Linked DNA regions of Hordeum vulgare: region 2 is linked to region 1. A link is a contact called in public Hi-C data. All regions are on one chromosome and are shown on one strand. Each heading gives the region's core, a stretch centred on a gene start, on an enhancer-like site or on the middle of the called end of the contact. The rest is flanking DNA. Distances are from core to core; before and after follow the strand shown. Region 1 holds the start of LOC123439510. Region 2 holds the start of LOC123442961 (TSL-kinase interacting protein 1-like).

Evidence for each region. Hi-C and Micro-C count contacts between places; a contact is called where the count stands out from the background.
Region 2: a contact with region 1 is called in a Hi-C map of seedling, with 6 times the contacts expected there. The contact joins the promoter of LOC123442961 here to the promoter of LOC123439510 in region 1. A contact is called at or near these places in 2 of 6 Hi-C or Micro-C datasets (leaf and seedling).

The regions. Positions count from the first base shown.
Region 1 is chr3H:57,108,274-57,115,447 of MorexV3_pseudomolecules_assembly, forward strand. LOC123439510 reads right to left here and starts at 5,438. Exons shown (of 3, transcript XM_045116223.1): 1 at 5,113-5,438; 2 at 4,169-4,249; 3 at 2,811-3,786. The coding sequence starts at 5,277. The coding sequence ends at 3,421.
Region 2 is chr3H:57,593,692-57,601,159 of MorexV3_pseudomolecules_assembly, forward strand. LOC123442961 (TSL-kinase interacting protein 1-like) reads left to right here and starts at 4,350. Exons shown (of 9, transcript XM_045119157.1): 1 at 4,350-4,659; 2 at 4,830-4,889; 3 at 5,691-5,874; 4 at 6,016-6,212; 5 at 6,290-6,528; 6 at 6,777-7,032; 7 at 7,119-7,468. The coding sequence starts at 5,766.

The DNA.
Region 1 (7,174 bases), core at 4,188-6,687:
TGCCCTAGATGGTCCGGAAGCATTGGAACATTTGCATCTTCCATGACACAACCTCATCCATGAATACGCTTCTGGATAGGATAAAGGATGAGGCCTGCTCTTGGGCGGCTATCGGGGCACCCGGCCTCTGGCTTGTGATACCACAAACTTGGGACGTACACTAATCATGATGTAATCCGTGTCCTCGGACGATTGCAACTGAACACCTATCTTTTTAATGCAAAGAAATGCAAAGGTCTTTTTGCATTTTCTTAGGGAGAAAATGACGTCGCCACACCCATAGAAAATCCTCCATTTTTCATTATGTCAATGACCTCTAGATTGGCACAGTTAGGAATGAGATGATTGCTTCATGCCCTTTGCGCAAGAGTCACCCCGAATATGAGTGTCAAAACTTCAGTTGTCAAGACATGCGCACACTGGTCTATCTTCCCATTTCCCCTATAATGAATTTGTCTTTGTCATCTCCAAGGACTGCCCCAGAGTGCCCCTAAGCTGTTCATGATCAAAAGATACATCAACATTAAGTTTTACAAAATTCACAAGGGGTCGGATCCATCCCCCTCTTTTTATGGTCGCTCTTGGAGATGAAGCAATAACAAAATTAGTTGTAGCCGCGTGGATCCCATACAAATATGAGAGGCGCTCTGGTATAGTTTCCTCATGGACCATTTTCGTCTTTCCCGCCACAAATATTAGGTAGTAATGGCGATCAACTCTCGGGTATTCTGAATCTTCACAAAAGACAAACCATGGTCTAACATGAGAAGTAAGAACTCCATAACTACCTCACCAGCCCCTCATGATAATTTAGTCCAACCCCAGCCTTCTCCAAACCTCCATTTCTTTGTGACAGAGAAAAAACACATGCTTTGTACCTTCTGGATCAGAATAACAAGTAAGGCATTGAGGCGAGGTTTTTATATGTCTGTTGGCAAACATAACACAACATGAGAGTGTACCATGCAATCGTACGTCAAATAAAAATTGTCACCTTTGCGGACATGAAGCTTCCAAATCTTACACCAAATTAGTTTAAATATTGTTCTTCTAGTCCGTTAGAATGTTGAACTTTCACTCCATGTTGATGGTCCCACACCATAAAATAAGCTCACCAAACTGAAAACATGTCATTTTTTATATAACTCCAAGCGACTAAATCTTGTATATCATGTTGAAAGAGAGGAATGGCAATGACTCAATGCGCATCAATGGACCAAAAAGTTATCCCGCAAAACAATGGGTCATAAAGTTTGTCTAAGCAGATCCACATCCCAATATTTGACGAGCTTCGTCGTAATGTGCAATGCGGGAGCTATTTATCGCATTAAGCGGTTGAAGAAAGATAAATCGCTGAAGCGTTTGACTAATCGGATCGGCCAACTAGCGCATACAGAAATAGGAAAGTAGAAGAAAACGAGGGCAGAAGGTGATTCACACCTGGGTTGTCTTGATAACGTATAGAGCTGCTTGCCATTGTGCTACTCTTGTATTCGCGTTCATACAAGAGTCGCGCTCTACTTGAGGTAAAATACCAGAGGTTTTTTCATTTCTCCATTTTTTCTGTTTCCTTTTGTTTCTTTTAATTTTTTTCTCCATTCTATTTCATTATTTCTTGCATTTTGTTTATTTGTTTTTTGTTTTCCTGCATTTTGTTTCTTTGTTTTTTGTTTTCCTGTATTTTTTCCTTTCCTTTTTTTGTTTGGTTTTTTTTCTCCATCATTTTGTTTTTTCTTATGTTTGTTTCCGTTTTCACTCTACATTTCCGTATATGTCAAAATAAATTTTTAGTAAGTGATCAACATTTTTGTGTACACGTTCAACATTGTCCAAGCACTTATTCAATATTTTCTAAATACTTGCTCAACACTTTAATACTTATTTAGTATTTCTTCAATACATGTTCAACATTTTTTAAATACTTGTTCAACATTTTTAATGCTTATTTAACATTTTTAATACTTATTTAACATTTTTTATACTTATTTATCATTTTCAAATAGTTGTCCAACCTTTTTTAATACTTATTTAACATTTGCAAATACTTGTTCAACATTATTCAAATACTTTTTCAACATTTTAAAAATACTTCTTCAACATTTTTTTTCAAATACTTGATTAACATTTTTATATACATGATCAATAATTTTTAAAATATGACTTTAACATTTTTCATATACTTATTCAACAGTCTTCGAATACTTGTTCAGCATTTTTAAAATATTTCAATAGAGTGTTTTTTATAATATATACATTTAGAATATTTTAAAGTATAAACAAAAGTAAAAAATGCAAAAGAAGGAAATAGAAAACGTAAAAAAAGAGAGGTTATAGCCTGCCCATCTAGGTCCCCCCTTCAGCGCGGGGTTCCTCTCCTCTCGCTGAAGGTCAGACGTAGGGGACCCCAATGTGCAATGCCCTAGGAGGCAAGATACGTTCATCTCCTGATGGCTTCGCTCTAGAACTAATTTCAGCAAGGTGGACAAGCGTGGCTTTGACTCCTTTATCATTGCTACAGCCTGTAGTCCCTCTGGAAGCAAAGAAATGTGCGCGTCTTCAATAGAGTGCACCAAGTTAGAACGCCTGATCGTCTTTGAAAAACAAAGTCAGAACTCCTGTTCAGCTCCAGAACCAGATTCTCAGAGAGATTGCTGATTGGAAGGATGCAGGTGTTGAAGTAGGAGGTCTCCACCGGCTTGTGTGAGAGTAGGCTATGGTGTGCGTTCTTTGCTCGGATGTTTGCATCCGGTGCAACCCTCTTATAAATATCTTTGCTTTCTTCTATAAAGATATGGTATGTCATTAGCGTATTCTTAGAAAAAACTTGACAACCATAGTCAACTGTATATTATTTCGGTGCTTATTCAGGTTACAGACACAGGCTTTCTGTGTAACATCTACAAGGTGTAGACACTCAACCAACAAAAACAAACGGGCGAAACAAGGTTCTATCTCTTTCTGCGCCGCTGCATCTTATAGAGGTGCATATAGAACATACATAGCAGCCATATCAGTAACACAAATATGCAACAACACCACAATGATCCTTGTTGATCAGAGCATGGTCTCTCTTCTGGTAATAATGACCAGAAAAGAACTGGTAATGCAGGCACGATTATGCCAAGACAGCCTGCATGTTCACAGCTTCCATTCAGCAACCTAGAAAGCAGGTGACCGCAATCCGCAATCAACGGCAAAGACCAGAAGGATAGTTTCAAGCTGTTATGTACATGGTGCCAGAAGAGAGAGCAGAATGGTCACAGGGCAGGAGCTTTGCACCAAGAGACAGACGAAGCCAAGAGAGTTCTGGAGGGGAACCATCTAGTTCATGGCACTTCTCCAGCGAATAAGGATCAGATACTGGAGGCTCCAATAAACTGACAGGCGCTGTCGCCACCTTTCATATGGTGATTCACAACTCTAAGGAGCATCATGGTTCATATCCATGGAGGGTTCGTATGAGTTCCGATGCACGGAGTCCTGGTTCTGGGGAGAATGGCCGTTCCAAGCTCCGCTTCCACTTGGCGGGGAGTTTACAGGGCCATGTCCTGAACACTGAACCACATGATTTGAATGGGAATTTTGCTGCGAAGGACTGCTGAAAGCATTTGAGATGCTTGTGGTTCTTGTTTGGTCTGTTTGGCACAACTGAGAGTCAAGTGCAGCCGCCACATTTCCAAATGAGAAGTAGTTGGTTTGGACATTTGCAGAAGGAAGACCACATGCTGGCTGTGGAGTTAGATGTTGGGAAGACCCTGCCATGCCTCCTCTGCTCTCAATCTCATTCTGTGTAAAGAAGAGAAGCATCAAGGACTTGGGCCAGATATTAACATAACAATAGCAAGAGCTAAAGAAAAGAAAGGTGGAAATATCATCTTTTGAGCAAGGCCACAAGTTAATTCCTGTATTGGTACCAGCAGCTTTAGCATTTCAATAGGAAAATGAATGATTTTGTGATGTTTGTATATCTTACTTTGAACCAAAAAGAGATGCCAATTCTCCTAGTTAACACACATATGCTACATTTTGCATCCGACGCAGATATGCTACATTTTGCATCCGACACAGGGCATTGGATTAATATGTTACCTGGGTTTAAACATATTCAGAGAATTGGTTGAAACAAGTTGATATTTCAGTACAAAAAGAGGCAAGTTATTCATATGACCTGCAAGTAAGCAAGTACATCAGCAACAGACACTCCCAATGCTTCTTCATGCTGACCAGATATCCATAGATGGGCACACTCCTGCCAAAAATCCAAGGCAAGGTTGGATCAATTGAGCAAATTATTAGCTGACAGTATGTGCTGCTAGATTGAAGAACACGAAGTGATTATCTCAACAGATTCCACCTACAACTTACATAACGCTCAGACAAAGACCTAATTTACCACTCAGAACACTAAACTGGTCCCTGTCATCAAAAGGTTTGTGAAACCCAAATTGCATATATGATTATGTATGCAGAACATTGCAAACCCTTCACTCTTTAGAACTGATTGTGCGCACCGTGTTGAGCTTTGGGCTCTGCACTAGTCTCTTAACCCACTTGAAAACTAACATTACCACCACACTTCCCCGAAACGTGCCGCGACATCCAAAGAATCGTAGCCCTATTAGCAGCGCCAACCCAAGCAGCCCTTAGTCCAGAGAGATCACCGGATGGCACGCCCAACTGACGCTGTTGATACACTCTGTAATATGCTGTAGCTGTTCATTCTCCTATTCTCTTCAGCTCCCCAACAGTACATCACCGTCTTGGCGAAGTACCAAACCGTGCATTTTTCTTGTTGATTATCTCGTTTTCTCGCCGCACACCAAATTTCTACGAACAGGTGACACGCTCCACCCAAGAAGCCCCCAAATCCCAGCACCACACCAAGAATTCTCGACCAGATTCGGCAAAAGAAGCAAAATTCTCAATCGTAGACCACCAGGAATCACAAAGAACTCGAGGCGGGGCCCTATCACCCACTAATCCCCGCGTAACTGGCCATTGACCGGAGCCAAGAACTCGGCCAAGGCAGGATCACACGACGCGTCAACCGATCAAACGGGCAACCGACGGGAAACGGAGAGGGGGGGGGGGGGGGGGGGGTGAGTTGCGGACCATGGCGTGGCGCTCGCCGGCGATGAAGGAGGCCTTCTGGTTGGCGACGGCCTGCGCGTAGAGCTGCGAGAGCGCGTTGGCGGCGCCCCGGAACGTGTGGTGCACCTCCGCCTCCGCATCGTCCTCCGGAGCCCGCTTCTTCCCCGCGTGACGCGCCGCCTCCATCCGGAAGATGGCCGGGGTACGGGGTGGAGAACCTTCTGGAAGCTCTCCCCGGAGCAGAGGCGGAGGCGAAGGCGAAGGCGAAGGTGGAGAACTGGAGATGGAGGACGAGAGGAAGCGTCTGATGGCAGTGCGATGGTGTCACGTATGGTGGTGGTCCACGACTTCGCAGGCTCCCTGGACCGGGCGCCCCTATGTCTCGCTTATAGCGAGACGAAGGGCAGCGCGAGATGGACTAGCCTAGGTATCGCTGGAGTCCACAGCACTCTTTTCTTCTTCTTCTTCTTCTTTTTACTTTTTATATTCTTTTTATTTACACTTCCAAAATTATGAATATATATATTAAAAAATATACATTACATAATGTTCTGAATGTTTTTAATCATGAATTCGAAAAAGGTTTAATGTATTTTAAAAGCTGTTAATCAAGAGTTCTACTAAAATCAACAAGTATTTGAAAAATGTTGATCAAGCATTTGAAAAAGGTTAAATGTCTATATAAACATTGTTTATCATGTATTAAAAAATGTCAACATTGCATATGAAAAATATTAATCAAGCATTTGGAGAATGTAAATTGTGTGTACAAAATTATTAGTCATGTATTAAAAATGTTAATATTTTCCTTGAAAATATTAATTAAGAATATAAAAATAAATGGTATATGTGTATAGGAAAAATGTTAACCATCTATTAAAAATTCTTGTATTCAAAATGCTAATCAAGCATTCCGAAATGTAAGAAAATGTGTATGAAAAAAATGTTGATCATGTGTTTCAAAAAAGTTAAACTTGTATTTGCAAATGGTAAACATGTATTAGAAGAATGTATCTGATATATACCAAAAAAGTACAACATTTACAAGAAAAAATAGACATCCAAAAGATATAAGATTCCATAAAATATTAATCGTGTATTTAGAAAAATGGTAAACATGTATACAAAAAATATTTCATATTATATGCAAAAAATGTTAAATGTGTACTGCAAACCGAAAGAAAAAACCGAAAAAAAGAATGCAAATATTGAAAATGACAAGGAAATAAAGAAACAATGAAAATGAAGAAGAAATGAAAAAACTGAAGAAAACAGAGAAAAAGGAAGGAAAAGAAAAGAAAAAACACAGTTAAAATCGAGAAAGAAATAGAAAAAAAAAGTAAAAGAAAAGAAAAAAGAAAAAATCCATGAAAAAACAAATAACAAAAAATGAAAAAACTATGGAAAATTGATATTTTACCTCAAGTTGGTTGTGTCGTCTAGTTTTCCACAAAGACAATGTGCCTCACTAGCTAGCAGAGGTATCTCACCACAAAGGAAGCTCGGGTTTGGTCCTGGTTCTCCCCTTTTACCTACATTTATGTTGTTTCGCGTGGAAGCTAATGGGCCGGTCCATTACTGCGGACGCATCACCGAGTGTTGTTCCATCCGCGTGAAGCCAGATGTAGCTCTTGCGCTCTGGACCTGGTGACGCTAAGTCGTGGACATGTTTGTTTATATGGGATTTTATTAAGGAATTTCTAAGGGGCGTGTTTGGCCAAAACCCCATCCAACGCTTTAAGCGCGAGTTATACGTGTTTGGGAAAGCTCGCGCATGCCCCGCACCCCCTCTCCACCTTGAACTCATCCATGTAACAATTTTTTTGGAAAGTGATTGGTTTTCATATGGATGCAGACATTCGCGCGCCAGCCACCTGCCACGTGTCCTGTGGTCCCAGTTGGGCTCCCCATCGCATCTCCCTCCCCAGCCTTACCTTGATCGCTGCAACCACTCATTCTTTTTTTACTTTTCCTCTAATCACATAAGTTTGTTTCCCACCTTTCTCTAGCCTTTTTTTTGGATCTTAGGAGCTTCTCCCTCAATTCCGACAGCTCGGGCCGCCGTGAGATTGTTGTCTTGCCC
Region 2 (7,468 bases), core at 3,100-5,599, 480 kb after region 1:
GTAAGGCTGAAAATATGGTGTGAAGTAGACCCGGGGGCCATAGTGTTCACTAGAGGCTTCTCTCAAAATAGCAAATATTACGGTGGGTGAACAAATTACCGTCGAGCAATTGATAGAACCGCGCAAAGTCATGACGATATCTAAGGCAATGATCATACATATACGCATCACGTTCGAGACAAGTAGACCGATACTTTCTGCATCTACTACTATTACTCCACACATCGACCGCTATCCAGCATGCATCTAGTGTATTGAGTTCATGACGAACAGAGTAACGCCTTAAGCAAGATGACATGATGTAGAGGGATAAACTCAAACCAATGATGAAAACCCCATCTTTTTACCCTTGATGGCAACAACACGATGCGTGCCTCGCTATCCCTTCTGTCACTGGGTGAGGTCACCGCACGGTATGAACCCAAAACCAAGCACTTCTCCCATTGCAAGAATCATAGATCAAGTTGGCAAAACAAAACCCACAACGCGAAGAGAATTACAAGGATATGAAATCATGCATATAAGAGATCAGAAGAAACTCAAATAAGATTCATAGATAATCTGATCATAAATCCACAATTCATCGGATCTCGACAAACACACCACAAAAGAAGATTATATCGGATAGATCTCCATGAAGATCATGGAGAAGTTTGTATTGAAGATCCAAGAGAGAGAAGAAACCATCTAGCTACTAGCTATGGACCTGAAGGTCTATGGTGAACTACTCACGCATCATTGGAGAGGTCACGAGAACGTGCCCCACATGGGATCTTGCGGAGACAGAAGCTTGCGGCGGCGGAAAAGTATTTTTGTGGATCTCTCGCGCAGTTTTGGATTTTTTCTGAATTTATAGGCGGAAGAGGTATGGCAGACGTGCCACAGGGGGCCCACAAGCCTGCTAGGCGCGGCCCCCTGGTCGCGCCTAGGGGGCTTGTGGGGTCCCCTGCTGGCCCCTGCCTTGGTTCTCAAGTCTAGCGTGTATCTTCTGTTCCAGAAAAAATCTTTTCGGAAGTTTTATTCCGTTTGGACACCGTTTAAAATCCTCCTCTGAAAAGGGTCAAAAACACGGAAAAAACATGAACTCGCACTTGGCACTGAGTTAATAAGTTAGTCCCAAAAAAGATATAAAAGGCATACAAAACATCCAAAGTTTGACAAGATAATAGCATGGAACTATAAAAAATTATAGATACGTTGGAGATGTATCAGCCGCCGGCTGCCATATGTTGTTGTAGGACACAGAGGATGCACAGGAAAATGAGAGGAATATGGGAAGAAAGACAGGAATAGGCCTAGCAGGCTAGCATGGATATGATTCGTTTGTGGGCTTTTGGGCTTCTCACTCAGCCTTGCGTAAAGTTGATGGGTTAAACACATATTTTTTATTGGGTTCATGCACATTCGTACGTGTATAGGGATACTTGGACAGGACAAATCGTTGGGTTCAATTGAACCCAACGCTCCTATACTGACTCCGTCCCTGCTTGAGGGTGAGTCTTGACAAAGATCTGCATACCACCATATTCAGGAGGCAGAGTGGTAGCATGGATCACTTATAGATGTTGTAGTCGGCTAGAGCGCAATTATTCTTGGATTGCACGGCAATTATGAGGCAGCCACACCAATTTTTGCTGGTAGGTTTCCATAACCTTGTATCTTGACAAAGATCTGCATGCCACCTCGAAAGGGGCATGCCTTTGGGTACACATGCAGCTAGCTCGTGTTTGCGCATCGTCAGGGATGCCGCGACTCACGTAAGTCGAATCCGTGGGACCACAATCTTCACGTAGCCGACACAAAGTGTTGTTGGTGTGGCCCAATTGAACATTGTCAACAAGAGTGACAAGGTGATCAATTACGACCACATGAAGAACTACATAATTATAGTTGCATTAGTGAGAGGGGTGCACCTCAGAAGTATGGTGGGAATCAGTACACTAACAATTAAGCACCCACATTCATTTTTAATACATGATAGAGGCATGAAATTCTTGTCATTGTTATCAAGAGAAACAGACCCGAAACCTCTAGGCCAGGTGGGATTTTGTGAGACAACTTTCACAGTCAACATGAAGTGTGCACCTCGCATCGGCCTGCACCACCACCTCAAAGCTCAACACGCCATTCAACCAGCCTCAGATCACAACATGACTCTACTAGTACAAACACATCGTACCGGGACCGCAAAGTGCAAACGGTGGATGAGCTCCATGGAGGACATTAAAAGAAAACTTATTTCTACATGGCAAAAGTTTGATTTTTTTATACATACACAAATACATATATATCTCGTTCATGAAAATTTTCAGAACAATATACTTTCATACGTGGCATAGAAAAAAAATACGTGTATGAAAACGGGCCATCTTTTTTGTTGTTGGGCCGGGATTTTTTTATGCAGCTTGCAAACATAATATTGTTGAACAAAAAAATGTTCATGATTTTGAACAAATATTCGCAAATTTAAAATTGTTTTCATGAATTTTTAAAAAAGGTAAAAGGTAAAAAAATGATTTAGGAAAAATTTAAAGAAATAGAAAATATGTTCACCAAATATGAAAATATTTCTAACTTTTAAAATAAACGCTAAATGAAAAAAGAAAGGAAATAAATAATAAATTAAAATATTTAAATGAATAAAAGGAAGGAAGATCGAAATCATAAAATCCCAAATTAAAAAACACACACAAACAAAGATAGAGTCCGGTGCAGGAAGGTTCGAAACCGGATATGAGCTAGTAGCGGGAGCGGAGGGAGCTCCTACCTGCCGCTCATTGCGGCAGGGACTCCTGCGCAGCACAGGGCAGGCATGCCGACTGGGCCTGTCAAGTTTTTTTTACCTTTTTCCTTTTCTGTTTATTTCCAATTTTTGTTCGTTTTTTATTTCCTTTTTTTATATTTGAAGCAAAATATTTTTTGAATTTGCAAAACAATTTGGAAAAATCGTGAACGAATTTGGAAGCGTGAATAAATTTTCAAAGCACGAATATTTTCTGAATTTTGGGAACAAAATTTTGAAAAGAAGAACAACTTTGAGAATCCCCAAACAAATTTGAAAGCATGAACAAATTTTTAAAGCACAAACCCTTTTTGAATTTTGAGAACAAATTTATGAATTGAGAACATTTTTAAAAAATTTTGAACAAATTTGGAAGTGCGAACAATTTTTAAAGTATGAACATTTTTTGAACCTTGAGAACAAATTTGTTAAAATCCCAAATAAATTTGGAAGCACAAATAAATTTTTTAAAGCATGATGTTTTTGAATTTTGAGAAGAAATTTTAAAAATCCTGAACAATTTTGGAAGCTCAAACAATTTTTTAAAGCATGCACATTTTTTAAATCTTGAGAACAAAATTTTGAAACGGAGAACAATTTTAAAAACCCCGACCAAATTTTGAAGCTCGAACAATTTTTAAAACATGAACATTTTTTGAATCTGGAGAACAAATTTTGAAAATTCGTGAACAAATTTGGAAGCTTGAGCAATTTTTTAAATGACGCACATTTTTTGAATCTTGAGAACAAAATTTTGAAAGGGAGAACAATTTTAAAAAACTCCAAACAAATTTGGAAGCACAAACAACTTTTTAAAACACGAACAGTCTTTGAATCTTGAGAACAACTTTTGACAACAAGAACAAATTTGAATTTTTTTGAACTAATTTGGAAGCTGGAACAATTTTTTAAAAACATGAACATTTTTTTAGTCTGGAGAACAAAAATTTGAAACGGAAAACCATTTTAATAAAACCTAAATACATTTGGAAGCTTGAACAATTTTTGAAGACACAGACATTTTCTGAATCTTGAAAACAAATTTTGAAACCAAGAAAAAAATGAATGTTAAGAATAAAATTTGAAACCAAGTACAATTTTGAAAAAATACAGAACACACTTTTGAAAATCAAGAACTTTTTTTGAAAATCGAAAATTGTTTTTTTAATCCAAAACATTTTTTGAAACAGAAAAATAAAATAAAAAAATGAAACAGAGAAGAATAAAATAATAAAAAAACGGTTCGGAAAACCTTCTAAAAGTTTTCCAAACCGAAAAAAAAACGGCTGAAACATATAGAAGGTTCCCAGAATCGGACACTGTGCCAGCGCATTTAAACTCGATCTCCCTTTCGTTTTATGCGAAGCCCCGACACCGTTTCATATACAAGGGGCGAATAGGATTTTCCGGGAGCTGACAGCTGAGGAGTAGGCGCTTGCTCGTTAACAAGCGACAAACGGGCCGAACAGGATTGGCCCACCGTACTATATCCCTCGTCAAAAAAGAAAGAAAGAAAAAAAACCCAACCCCAGCACAAAAACTCAGGAGCACTTGGACTTGGCCGAGCGCGCCAGGACAAGAGGCGGCAAAACTTGCCACGAAATATTTCGCGGTCCCTCGGCTCCTCCCCCTTCCCCTGCTCCTCCTCCCGCCTTCCACGCGCTCCCCTCCACGCCCCCGCGAGGCCAAGGGGATCGTCCCGCCGCCCGGAGCCCAGGTCGACTCCGGCGAGCGCCCGATATCCGCGCCCCTCGGCTCCGCGCTTGGCTTTCGTCCCCGGCCCCGAGGCCGGCTCGCCGCCGGCGGATCCGTAGCCGGAGCTAGGGTTTCGCGGCTCCGGGCGTCGCGGCCGCCGAGATCTAGGGTTTCGAGCTCAGGTACGCCCCCTCGGGTTGCCTGGTGTGGTTGGGTAGGGTAAAATTCGCGTGGCTTTGATGGGTTCTGAAATGTCAGGAGCGGCGTAGGATTCGTGGATTAGGTGTTGCGGTTCCGTTCTCGAACCCGTGCTTGATCCTCTGCCCCTAACTCTCTCTTCTTCGAGTCGCAGGCACGAAGGGGACGGCACCTGGAGTCGCAGCCCTCCATTCCAGTGCGGCGCCAAGGCAGGGTAAGCCTTCTTATCCCCTTCCGCGATTCTGACTTGATTTCTCTGGTACTCGGGTCTGAGCGTGGAAACCCTAGGTTAACTGATGGATGGGGATTGACGCTAGGGTTTGAGCGGATTAAGGGCTGGATTCAGGAGGCGGTTTAAGGGGATGATGGGTAGTAACATCATATTCACTTTCCCCCTGTTTCAGATAATGACGCTCCTGTTCATGTAGATGAGAGGGCGATTTATGCATTGATATGTATCCGCAATTCGCCCCTAGTTTCACCGTGGATGAACTCGTCCTCAATTCTCCCCTGGTTCGAGCGTGAACGAATTCGTCGGTTGAGATCTGCCGCCACCTGGGGGGGGGCATATGCATATCTTCCTGATGCATAACTGTGTGGTTTGTAGCAATCACAATTAGGGATCAGTTGCTTGGTTTATTGCAAATACAATGCTGAACTTGTTGAATGGTGACCTGAAAGTTATTATTAAACTGAAACAAATGTTTTGAACCCTAACTGGAACGAATATTATCCTTTTGTTGGTGTAAATACATAAGACAGTGACCTTTTTCTCTTTTGTTTGCAATTTTGTGCTCATTCATCACATATTCATTATCAAGTGCAATTAAAAGAATTCTTGCTAAATCAAATTAAAACATTCTTATTTCGTAGCATTTGAATCTAGTCTGGTACTCACCATTTTTCTGATCTGAAACATATCTTTTATTTGCGCTTTATCAAGTTGAGAAGAGTCATTATAAATTGAAGTCTAGAGATAGACTCGATAACCGGTTCCACAATTTATTACCTGCAGGAAAGGTCGGAGTTTTCTAGGGCTGGATCAATATTGAACCTGATTGCTACCACTGCAGACGAATATCACAAAACCATGAAAGCTCCTCAGCAGCGCCGTAAACCAACTGATACAGAAGCAAAGGTCAAACTTGGTGATAAGTTGCACTGCCTGAAGCCAGGAAAATATACCAACAAATCATCAGGTGATGTGTTGGTGCCCCATTTCTAACTTCAGATAAAACAGATCAACAATTGAAGTAGAAAAGTAGGTGCTTGTTGGCAGCTACATTTGGACTGTAACAGCCACTTGTCCTTGTCAAGTTTTTAACCATATAAATTTCCAGGCAATATCGTGGCAAAATGCAGAAGAGAAGATGGTCAATCGTTTACCGGCAGTAAGATTGCATTGAAGGGTGGTAGCTTTACTGAAGTACCATTTAATAATTTGACAAACTTATCCGTTCAACCACCAAATTATTTTAAAAAGATGAAGCTTCAGTTTTTCCCAGTAGATGAGGCGATTCAGAAGGTTCTACAGCAGGTGATTATCTCTGTTTTTGCAAGAGACTTGTATAAGTACTGCTTAGCTTATGGCTTTTTTCACCACTTAATTAACAGGAGAAACACAATCCTTACCTGGAGTTGACCTTGGCTCCTCGAAAGAAGATGTCCTCAATTGTGCAACATCTGAACACAAAATGGGGTCGTTCTAGCTGTGCAAAAGGCGAGCTCATGCTCTTCCCTTACGGTGCTAGACCGGATAGCATAGTTGGCAGTGAAAAATGGACTATTAATGATTCTTGCACTGCTGCTGATGTTCATGTTGCTGTTGGCAGCCCTTCAACATTTCGCTTAAGGTTTGGTTTCTTACCGAGAAATGGTTACCTTCATTGTAATAATATCTATGGACACATGCGTGTGTGTGTGTGTGTCTCTGTTTAATTCTCTCTACATTAATTCCGATGATCATGATTTTGTATCTATTAGCTTGTCATAAAAGAAATTAGCAATGATGGTTCAGATTTGGAGACTCTTGTCAAACAGCATGATATGAAAATCAAGCGAGTACAAAAAAGTTCAATTAATTATCATTTTGTTACTGTAGGTATGGATGGTTTGATCATAATTTGAAGCAACAAAGCAGCGAAGAATCTTTGGCACCACTGCACTCTGCAGAAAAGACTATTGGTGACAAACCTTCAGACCATTTTGAGTTTCCAAACAAAACTTCAGACACTTACGATTTTCCAAATAAACCTTCAGATCCTTTTGAGTTTCCAAACAAACCTTCAGATCCTTTTGAGTTTCCAAGTAAATTTGCCAGTCCATCCGTTGTGTGTAACACAGAACAGACTGTGGTGGTGAGTATGCAATTTCATTTGATTCTTGCAATGATGATGTCATTTATACTTGACACTTAATCCTCTTTTTATGTTTCCAAAATTAGGATAGCCAAAGCAAACTGACACCGCTCTCATGGATTGACTGCATATCCAATATCAGTTTTGGAGCACTCTTATCGCAAGCTGTACCCTCACAAGACAGTAAACAACCGCCTTTGCAAAATGGTTCGATTCTCCAGCAGATTCCTGCTACGTGTGATTCATTTGATGCTGCTATTGCCTCCTTGATTGCTCACCAGCAAACAAGTAACCAACCGAAGGTCTCAAATCCATCAGTTTGGGATGCAGAAGAAACTTGTCATGCATTTCCCCGGAATCAAACTTCAGCTAGGATGTTCTCTTCAGCTCATGGCAACAGTAGTGCTATTACCTCGTTTATCCTGGGTGCAATTCC